Linked DNA regions of Drosophila melanogaster: region 1 is linked to region 2. A link is a contact called in public Hi-C data. All regions are on one chromosome and are shown on one strand. The core of a region is the stretch at or near the end of the contact, and the rest is flanking DNA. Distances in the headings are between cores, read along the strand shown.

What was found. Hi-C and Micro-C count contacts between places; a contact is called where the count stands out from the background.
Region 1: a contact with region 2 is called in a Hi-C map of the Kc167 cell line, with 3 times the contacts expected there. A contact is called at or near these places in 2 of 107 Hi-C or Micro-C datasets (the Kc167 cell line and cellular blastoderm embryo).

What each region holds. Positions count from the first base shown.
Region 1 is chr3R:15,663,269-15,668,916 of dm6, reverse strand. pxb (pxb,) reads right to left here and starts at 2,734. Exons shown (of 5, transcript NM_001275680.1): 1 at 2,331-2,734. It overlaps lncRNA:CR43849 (long non-coding RNA:CR43849), which reads right to left and starts at 939. Exons shown (of 2, transcript NR_074016.1): 1 at 740-939; 2 at 241-684.
Region 2 is chr3R:11,991,741-11,996,856 of dm6, reverse strand. It overlaps mfas (midline fasciclin), which reads left to right and starts at 3,542. Exons shown (of 10, transcript NM_176478.1): 1 at 3,542-3,608; 2 at 4,005-4,115; 3 at 4,714-4,785. The coding sequence starts at 4,045. It overlaps Tk (Tachykinin), which reads left to right. Exons shown (of 4, transcript NM_001275564.2): 2 at 794-1,485; 3 at 1,665-1,893; 4 at 2,102-2,682. The coding sequence starts at 835. The coding sequence ends at 2,115.

The DNA.
Region 1 (5,648 bases), core at 1,485-3,984, 3.7 Mb before region 2:
ACTTCAATGTTAATTGCTGTCCTATCAGTAGCTTGTCCAGGATTGTAGTATAAGTCCTGATTTTCCTTGATTTATTCTGCACGCATTTTAAACTACATTAAAGCCGGTTTTTCCCTAGTTTTTCATCTTTAATCTATGGAAATGCCTTAGGGCCTGGCCACACGCACAAATTACTGGGATCTGGGCCCGGATTTTAGCCCCTCAGTTGTGATTTACCCAACCTACGGCAACTTTTGACTTAGTTTACATATCATTTATTATTTGCGAGGGCCAGGGTCCCGAGGTGCCTTGTTTTCCACAAGGTGTAAGTGCTCTACTAACCAAACACAACTTGCCACGCCCCCGAGGCGTTGGGCGAGAAAAATGCGAGGGAAGGAAAAACTTTTAAATAAAGCAAAGATTGGTGGGCAATAGGAGAGGCAAGATGACGGCATGTCACATCAATGTCACTCAGCATTAAGGCTGAAAGAGAAGTGGTGGGAGATGAGGGGAAAATTCATGTCCTGCGAGCACTGCGATAAAGTTTTTTTTTTGTTATTCAGGCTCGCCTCCTCCTTTTTCGCCAGTTCCTCTTCGGCCGCCGGGCAGCTGAGCGTGAAAAACAGCCTCCTGAATTTTCCCCGGCTTTTCTGTGCGCTTTCGCTTTTCCTACGCTTTCCTCTGCTTGGCTGGACTTTGCTGCCGCTATAAATTTACAAGCGTATAACAAATATTTTCCTTTGTGTTTACAATTTCTTACTGCTTAATATTCCTGCGCGAATGTTTTGTTTCTGTCCGCCATATAGCGACTTATTTGCATAAGATACTTTCTGTTTGAGGTCTGAGCGAAGTTTACCTTGTAAGTAGCTTAGGAATTGCCATAAGTTGGCCTATTCAATGAACTTAGTTCTTTGATGCAGACTTGCCGCAGAAAGCAAATAAGATATTTTTAGTCATCGTCTGCACTCAAATATTCATCACTGGCACATCAAGTTTATAAAAAGGCCTATACTTCTTGCTGTGCTCTAGTGCACAGACGACACTTTTACTGAAATTTATGTTTCAACTACAGAGAAAAGTCAGTTGGCTTATAAATTTCAGGGGCACACGCTTGGCATACTAATTAGCCGAGGGATTTCATTCGAAAAAAAAGGCTAAACAGCAAGCGGAAATCCTGTGAAAAAGGGCCGACATGTGTACGACTCAATTCCGAATTAAAATTCATTTTGCCAAACAGGTAGAATGCTTCCCATTCACACGATTCAAATCGATTCAAAATCCAGTACCCAGAATCATTGTGACCGCAAGCAACAGTTCACTTGTCCGAGGACTTTTCGAGCTACCCACGCCACTCCAGATTGAGTTGTTATTATTATTTATATCCATGGCGACCACGATTCCCGTTTAACAACTCATTTAAGACCAGATCTTATCGCGATCCTTCGTACATCTTCTTGTCCGACTTCCCCAGCTCCAGCCATAAGCATAAATTTTATTTTGCGTGAATTTATGAGTTGCGCCGACGACAGGCGGGGTATACTTTACTTATTTACCAAAGGATTTACACGCCAAAGAATTGGGGAAAATAATGAACTTCGACTGGCTGCACTTGTTGCGCGTTTGCTAATAATTTAAACAAATTTACAGAATGGAAAAACACAGCGCTCGAAAATGCAGGTAAACAAAGGTGTCGCCTCAACTAGTATTTGGTTATAATTAAAGGTCCCTCGCAGTCTTTTCTTCTCTTTATTTTCTCGTCTCTTTGGCGGTTTCTACGCTTTGAAGAAGGGAAGAAGCCGCAGCTCCAGCGAAACCCAGAGATGATTTGTTTACATTCTGATGGAGCCGCATGGGTCGCCACAAGAGTTCTGTGCTTTATGGCTTGATAGCAGATAGCTGCACAGCTATCTGCTGTTTCCACAAAAATCACTCATCACTCGGGCGTAACTTTATATGGATAAACATATCTGTTCGATAGACACAACGCACACTTTCGGGGAATTTTGTTTGGAATCGGATATAATCCTTCACTTGCTTATTTGAATAATTCCCCAACTTCCTCCTATAAATCTCGTTTTTTACGGCCTCACTCCGCTGGAATGCCTTTTTTCAGTTCGTTTCAATTAGTAAGCACTGCACTCTGAAGATTAGAAAACTCAACTTTAAAACATACTTTAATGTTGTAATTCCCAAATCAAAGGGAAATTCCGTTGATCTTTGCTAAGAAGATTGTCACTCGCCTACAGAAGCTCAACCCAAAATCGCCAACTAATCCGGTGCGTAAAAGTTTTCAATTTCTCAGCGGCATATCCAGGTTTGATTTTTCATTTTCCATTTCCCTGCCCACTTACCCGCTTTTCTGCTTTTATAGTCCAACGGATATTTGTCAAGTGGTTTGATAAACTGTTTCTGCTTGTCTTTTGCTAGCTAATCAAATCGGTTTCGAGCCAATTGTTAATCCAATGTATTGCTTGCGAATTTCGCTTTGATTTTTGACAACTTTTCGAGTATCACTCAACACAGAATATTTGTGGTATTTGATTTATTATTATTAGTTTGCACGACGCGCGTATCGTTTGCTTGGGATTTGTGGTAAATATTTTCGTTGGTATTTATTTTCGTTTTCAGTAATCCACTAGTGATTCACATATCTTGAAAAAAGTCTCGTATTCCGTTCAGAGTTTTCTTTTCGATTATTGTGGCAACATGCGAGACACTCACGTCCGTTTCCTGCGACGTCGAGTCAAAAACTGAATTCCAAATTCGTTTCGAGCGACTGACGACGGCAGCTACATCTGCAACATGTGCAGCGGCAACAACACGACAGCAACATCGACATCGGTTGCCGCTGCCGAATCCAGAGAGAGAGTTCGGGGAAATGAACTTCCCGAGAGAGAGGATGAACTCATTCGGGCTCGTTCTAATCGGCATTTTCGCACATTTTCGTTGCAGTTGACATTCGCTGGCGCTGGAAAATTGTCCATGTTGCTGGCGAAAGTACAAATAAAATCATAAAAAAATTTACTTTAAATATTGCTTGGCACATTTTTATTTAAAAGTGCACACCTAGCTCTGTCTTTTCCAACCAAAGAATGTTTACGATTTGTTTACCTTGCATTTAAAATCGTATGCCGTTGAACTCTTATGTACATATCCCAAAAGATGTACAATCATGTAGTTTAGCAACCGTTGAAAAGTATTATTTTAATTCCTAATCAATTCCAATTATATTTGAGTGTCACCCAAAAACTTGTATGTATTTGCTATTTGTTCTCGTTTTATTTATCTACCGAGCCCATTAAGACGATTTATGGAAAGTTTCAGGAAAACATAGGTAGTTCCTTGGCTGTGATATTGTGACAGTCAATAACATGATAAACATCATAATCATATTTGAGAAAAGCCAAGCCCATTGTAAAAATATGAACACATAATGTTGAAATGGTAACTCAACATTTCTCATGTTGCTTAAGCTTGGGGATTAATTTCTTTTTTTATTAAACACATAAAAACTTAAAGCAGATTTAAAGACAGTCGAGCGATAATAAGTATGACTGATTTTTGAAAACAGATTTAGCAATTAGTTTTTTAAATAATAAGCTCATTAAATTACTCATCTAAGTGTATCAATTTCTGCACCTGTCCATTAAAAATGTATCATTCGAAAATGTCCCAATAAAACTAAATTATACTTCATCATATCGATTACCATTTTTTTTACCGGTAAGCAAAAATAACAACTTTTTGTCGTTCAATCAAGTGAAGAAGAGCAACAAAAACAACGACCACTATCAAGGTCAATGTCTGATGGGAGTGGTGGCGAAAACAGGGGGAGGCAGCGATTTCAGCATTTTCCTGGTTTTTTCTTCTTTGTTGCTGTTTTTCAGCTGCATGTAAAAGTGCAATAACAACAACACCAGCCGGCATGAAAATTCAATGTTATTTCTCATATCACCCAAGAAGTACTCTCTTTCGAAGTTGAACTTCGAAAATGAACTCGGTCTCTCTCGCGCTCACTCTCTCTCTCTCTCGCTCAATTGCCGTAGAAGTTGCTGGTGTCTTAGCAACATGTTGCTGATTGGTGCACACTCTTTTTTTGTTGCAATGCGATTTGTGTTTACGCATTTTTTTCGCACCTCCACTTACTGTTTACGTTTATCGTTATACTTTCACCTTCTGCGCCACTTTGGCCCCAGCCCCGCCCACTTTTCCACCATCCACCCACCGCATTCCTTCTGTGTTTTGTTTATAAACATTCTTAACCGTTTGTTTTCAATGCAATTCCATTGTGCCAGTTGCTGAAAGCAGATGAAAAAATTAGGTGGAGAGTGGAAAATGAGGAAGCCTATCTTTTGAATGGGCTACACTTAAAGGAATTTTGATGTAATATATCTAAGGGCCTAATATAGTTCTATATATATCTTTTATTTACCAAATGTAACAAAAATTAAAATTTATTTATTTATTTCTTTACAATAAATATCATCAAATATAATCAAAAATATTATAACTACTTTTTGTTTCTGTGCACTTACAAGTTGTTTACAGAACGGAGGGAAATTCTTTATAAATAGTTATTTGTCGACAGCAGCAGCGACAAATGCTTTTGGCCGCAACTTAGTCAAAGTCGCTAACGGTAATATCCATGCTTCGCTCCTCGGAAAATCCCAACCCCCCGGAAAGTCCACCCCTCCCAGACTCATTAGGCGTGTCAAGTGATATGTTTGCCTTTGCCTGTTACCCGGGGACCAAACCGAAACACATTAGCGGCTCATTCCCTGCAACTTGGGGGCCAAAAGCAGAAAAGGCCATGCAAATTAAAGGCGCATTAAGTGATTGACCCAACGGAGGGGGGAAAACTGCGGGGTATTGCTGGGAAATGGCGACCACACGCACATTCTGAAAACTCGAAGAACTTTTCGAGCAAAACCGCAGAAAAGATGCAAACTGAAAAGTATCTTAAGGCTGCCAGCACTCTGGAGAAATTGCCAAACCCAGAGATACCAAAGTATAGCGACTTAAAAGTGTATCAAATGTGTTCATACAACATTCATATAACATAGCTTTAGCTCCAGCCAAAACAAACATTTTGCAAAAGAATCTTTTAAGCTTAGATTTATCTTTCGGATGAAAATGCGAGTGCTGAAAAGTAGCTAGTGGGTACAATAGTTTCGCAAGTATTTGCTAGCACACAAAAGTTATAAAATACATACATATAAATATACATGGGATCAGAAATTTTGTATTTCATCTTTAAATTGGAAATGTTTAGAAAAAGATAAATTTTAATTGAAAAATGCACATATTCTTTTATAAGCCGTGCCATATAGGCCTTCTGAAGTTTAATTGAATGCCAATAAGCACTAAAACTCTTCAACGTTGCTATGTAAAATTTGGATAACAAATCTCACGTGGTCTACCAATTAGCCATCCTGTTTGCCGGTTGCCAAAAATTCATAATACAAAATGCTCTTTTATGTATGTATGTATATCGGCATACTCTCCCATGAACACACGACAAGACAGCTGACGGCGAGGCTTGTTTGCAGATACAATAATTAATAATTCCGGGATAATCTGCATGTTTGTCAAAGTGATACGGTCCAAAAACGGCAAGAGGAGAAAAATGTGTTCGCAAAAACCCAACACAAAAACACCTACACACGCAC
Region 2 (5,116 bases), core at 2,293-4,792:
CCAAATGTATATGGATACTTCCGCAGATATTGGTGCCACTAAAAATAGGGAATTTCATTGGTTATGATCTTACATTTGCATAGAATTTAAGTATTATTTTTGTGTTTTTTAAGCCCGATACTAATTTAATATTTAGTATTATACATAGTTTGTATTATTATTTTCTCAAATACAATGTTGCATAAGTGTGTATGTTGGAAACCATTCTGTTTCCCACCAAGCTCCTTAACCTATTCACACCACTCCGCGAACCGTAGAACACGAGTACAAAAAGGTCAAGTAGACGCCGCCGCGGGGAATTTGCGAGTCTAAGTGCACTAAAGCAAGTATATGCGAATAGCAAAAAAAAATAAAAAAGGAAAATCAAAACAAACAAAGCAGGAAATGAAATGGAAAACATTTTTAAAGGGTTACACACTTCATACGCGTTTTCTTTATAATATCTGTAGTAATTTTTGTATTTCTGTAATTGCATATGTGAGGTAGAAAATATTACTAAGTATTTATAAACAAGCTAAATTCATTTAATTTATATAAAACAGCTGAGTAGAGTCAAATTAAATTGACATAAATAAAAATGTGGCAGAGTGATTATATTTAACCTCTTCTGTAGTTATAAGCCCTTTTTAATACCCTATGTAACTATTTTCCAGCTAAAAATGAAGATGTATCAACATTTAGTTGTGATAATATGTAATAAAATATCTAGATATTTATCTGACATTAACATTATTTCCTAATTACACATTGTAATAAATCATCGATTTTCTCCCCAATTTCGCTTTTCCAGCAGCGCATCGATTTCCACGCCCGCCTAAAAGCTCGCCACATCCAATGCGCCCTCTGAGCGGTTTGATAGCGCTGGCGCTGCTGCTGCTGCTCCTGCTGACGGCACCATCGAGTGCGGCGGACACGGAGACGGAGTCCTCCGGCAGCCCGCTGACGCCCGGCGCCGAAGAGCCGCGTCGGGTGGTAAAGCGGGCGCCCACGTCCAGCTTCATTGGGATGCGCGGCAAGAAGGACGAGGAGCACGACACCTCGGAGGGTAACTGGCTGGGATCGGGACCCGATCCGCTGGATTACGCCGACGAGGAGGCGGACAGCAGCTACGCGGAGAACGGGCGGCGACTGAAGAAGGCACCGCTGGCCTTTGTTGGCCTGCGTGGCAAGAAATTCATCCCAATCAACAACCGCCTGTCCGATGTCCTGCAGAGCCTGGAGGAGGAGCGCCTGCGGGATAGCCTGCTGCAGGACTTCTTCGATCGCGTGGCTGGGCGTGATGGCTCCGCGGTGGGCAAGAGAGCGCCCACCGGGTTCACGGGCATGCGAGGTAAGCGACCCGCCCTGCTGGCCGGGGACGATGACGCGGAGGCGGACGAGGCCACGGAGCTGCAACAAAAGCGGGCGCCGGTCAATTCCTTTGTGGGGATGCGCGGCAAGAAGGACGTCTCCCACCAGCACTACAAGCGTGCAGCTCTCTCCGATGTAAGTCGACTTACCTTGCAGTTAGTTGTTGGTGGCAAGTACAGTGGTTTCTCTTGATGCGCTTATTAAAACACTAAAACCCCATTGCAAATCAGAGTGTTAGTCTTTTTTTGAATAATACATAAAAGAAACCATTGAATTGCATATCTATACATATGTGAAGATCTAATCGACCCCAGTTCTGGCACACTTTTTTTAAAAAGTCCTATGACTTGAGAGGAAAACAGCAGCGCTTCGCCGACTTCAACAGCAAATTTGTGGCGGTGCGTGGCAAGAAGAGCGATCTGGAGGGCAACGGAGTCGGGATTGGTGACGATCATGAGCAAGCTCTGGTGCATCCATGGCTCTACCTGTGGGGAGAAAAGCGAGCGCCCAACGGATTCCTGGGAATGCGAGGCAAACGGCCAGGTACATATTCACAAATTCATTTAACCAAAATGTATTTGGTTAAAAAGCTGTTGTATTTCAAGCTTAAGGTGGCAACCTATTATTAAGGAAGCTGAATAAAGTTTTAAATTAATACATTTATTATTTATTGCTCGCCAATGGGGGGAAACCCAATTTTATACCCAATTAATTATAGATTTTGATTATTCTCTTCCTTTCATCGACACAGCACTTTTCGAGTAGGCGATGTTGAGCGATTTGATAGATCTTGATGGAAGTTCCTCTTAGAGCTACAAAACTAGGAAATGCGAAAGTAGATGGACACAGGGGACCGGGAGAGCAGATTTGGAAACAGAAAATGGATCACATGAGTGTTTTAAATAATCACTGGGCTGGAGATTATTTCAAACACGGACACACAAAAAACACACGGCTAAGAATTTGCTCTGTTTGTCGACACAAAATTTCAGCTTAATGTATAACGAGACTTGCGAATAATTTATTGGGAATTTATTTGAAATTGAATGAGATGCTTCGATGAGTGTGTGGATTCAATTGTACTATTTGCATATCTAAGTGTAAACTTTTAATCAAAATTATGATGAAAATTAAACTAGAAGAAGTTCAAATGCACAAGATAAACAGAAAAGTGGGAAAGTAATTATTTATTTAAAACAAATATATTTAAAACGAATATACTTAAAGATACATTTCAGTTGTGGTACATCTACGTATACAAAATATATATACACCTACATTAATAGCACAAATAAATATTGTAAATAATGAATAAATATTTATTTCAGAAACGGATGATTACGATTTTTCATGGTTTTTCAATAACAACATACTTTGCTTGACTTTGGTAATAAGTAAAAAACGGGCATCTAATATTGACTAAAATCAAAACAATGAGCAATCAAATATAAGAACACATTATAAAGTCTTCTAACAGTTCCAAGAAATTCAATTTCATCTACACATGTAGCTACAAGCTGACATCTTGTTTATACAAAACAATAAAAACCGATCGGAACAGTTTCAAAATATGAGGAGACTCCTAATAAGGCGGAACCGACCAGACACCACAGTGATTGATGGGTGTTAGAGGTTACGGGAATATCGGAAATTCCAAGTGCGCACTACACCTGGCTAGCAAATACAGGTAGGACATTGCCAGAAACGCTCTAGGTGCAGTTTAAACAGAAAATGATTCTAGGAAATTGAAAATACTCGAAATGAATAAGTAGTTTGAAATGCTCGCCAAGCCAAAGTCTGAAATGATATGAGTCCTATATTATAGGATATATTCTTCAGATTCTACACCGTTTTAGTTTGGGTTTTGTATCCCAAATTCTACAGTATTTTGAGTGAAATGTACTATGATTAATAAAAGTGCTTCGTTTCGCTCGCTTCTCTATGAAGTGTTAATAGCTGGCACTTTCACAATTTGTACGAACCTCCTGCCACCCGCACTATTTGCATATACATATGTAAATACACACATACATACATATATAGAGCTATTACCGATTTCACAGCGTCCCCAAAAGTTCTCTCTGTTCTCCCAAAGCTCCCATGATCACTACATGCGTTGATATCGCGGCAGAGGAATCGACGGCGACTGCGGCAGAGCAGCTTATAAATACCAGATGCTCGACGTTCTTGGGCAGTTAGTTTTAAACTGCGACTTGAAGCGGCAACATCGTCGGATCAAGCAACATATAACAACTTTCGTGAGTGCCACAAGTGCCCCTTTTTTACGATTAACTGCAGTAAAAGGAGCCAGAGACATTTGATAATTGAGTGTGTGCCAATTTTTGTAAAAACAAGACAATTGACAATAATTACAAGTGAGTGACAGGCGGTATATGTCGTCTATCCGTAGCATATTTACAATTAATGCGTGAAGACAGTGGAAAATTTTCTTCGTCGACCGTCGCTCTCACTCCCAAAATCAGTCACCTACATACGCGAGTGCAGCGCTGCGTGGAAAACCTGTATTTCTTCGGTTTCTCAGCTGTTTTTCCATCCATCGCGGTGAAATTTCTCGAATCCAACCAGCCATTCAGCCAGCTTCAGCCATTCCCTTGATTACAGCAACTTTCAGCTTGTCTCGTTCATTTACTTAGCTCCCAACCGAGGCTCCAGATTAAAATTGTGATACCAAACATGCTACGGCTGTGGGCCTGCCTGCTCCTCCTGGGATCAATCCAGATCCAGGCGGTTCCATTCTACGGCGAGTGAGTATCAATCCGACAAGTTTTTCGTGCTGTGTAGTAGCGTTCGTTTCATGCACATTTCACGTAGTTTGAGTTGTTTGCGTTGCGGGCTAAATGGTTAACATATGTACATCGACATCTTCTGATAAGGCATGAACTAAATGTTTTATGTTATCGGAACACAATTGAAATGCCAGGAATGCCTGGGACCCACAAAATTGAAATACTTCTCTAATTAAACATATACAATTTCATAGAATCATTGGAACAAAATTTTACCTAACAAGCGCATCCCAAATAACTAAAAACGGAAAAAAATTAAAAAAAAAAAAACACTTTGAAAGAAATACAAAATTAGATCTAAATTGAAACGTTTGATACCATCCATAACAATGTTTATAACAATATTAATGTAAGCCACGAGTTAAAAAACAAGTATTTTGCCATTATTGAAGTTTTACAATAACGCTTTCAAATATATTTTTGAAGACCAATTGGTAAAGTTTCCAAATAATCGTTAATATTAAGTGCTTAAGTCCCATAGAACTAACCCTAGTAGATTTTTCCCATCCGCCCGACCTTTTAAATCTGTCCCAATAAACGAAATGTTGAATTCCAGTTCAAGTTCTGAAGAGGTTGCCGAATTCGATGACTCCTCGGATTCCACACACGAGTCCTCAGATAACTCCAGGTGAACTATAAGTAAACGTAGTTAGCCCAGCTGTTGAGTCCCCAACATTTCCCAGTAGATTTGCTCATTTACAACTACTTAACAAAGCAAACATACCGACGAGGTTTACATGTTAAACAACTTAAAAATGCTTAAACAGTTTCAATATTTTTTTCACTCACGGGTTCCGCTGGGCCCACTGACACCACATAAAAGTTGGCTAATACCGGGTTCAGTGTTTTTTATGACATTTTCAAGCCCAACGAGGCACCGAGCCCTGTTTGTTCTTGGAGAAACTTTTCGCCCGCTAAACGAAACTGCAAATAAAGTTGACCGAAATGTTTATGGTAGC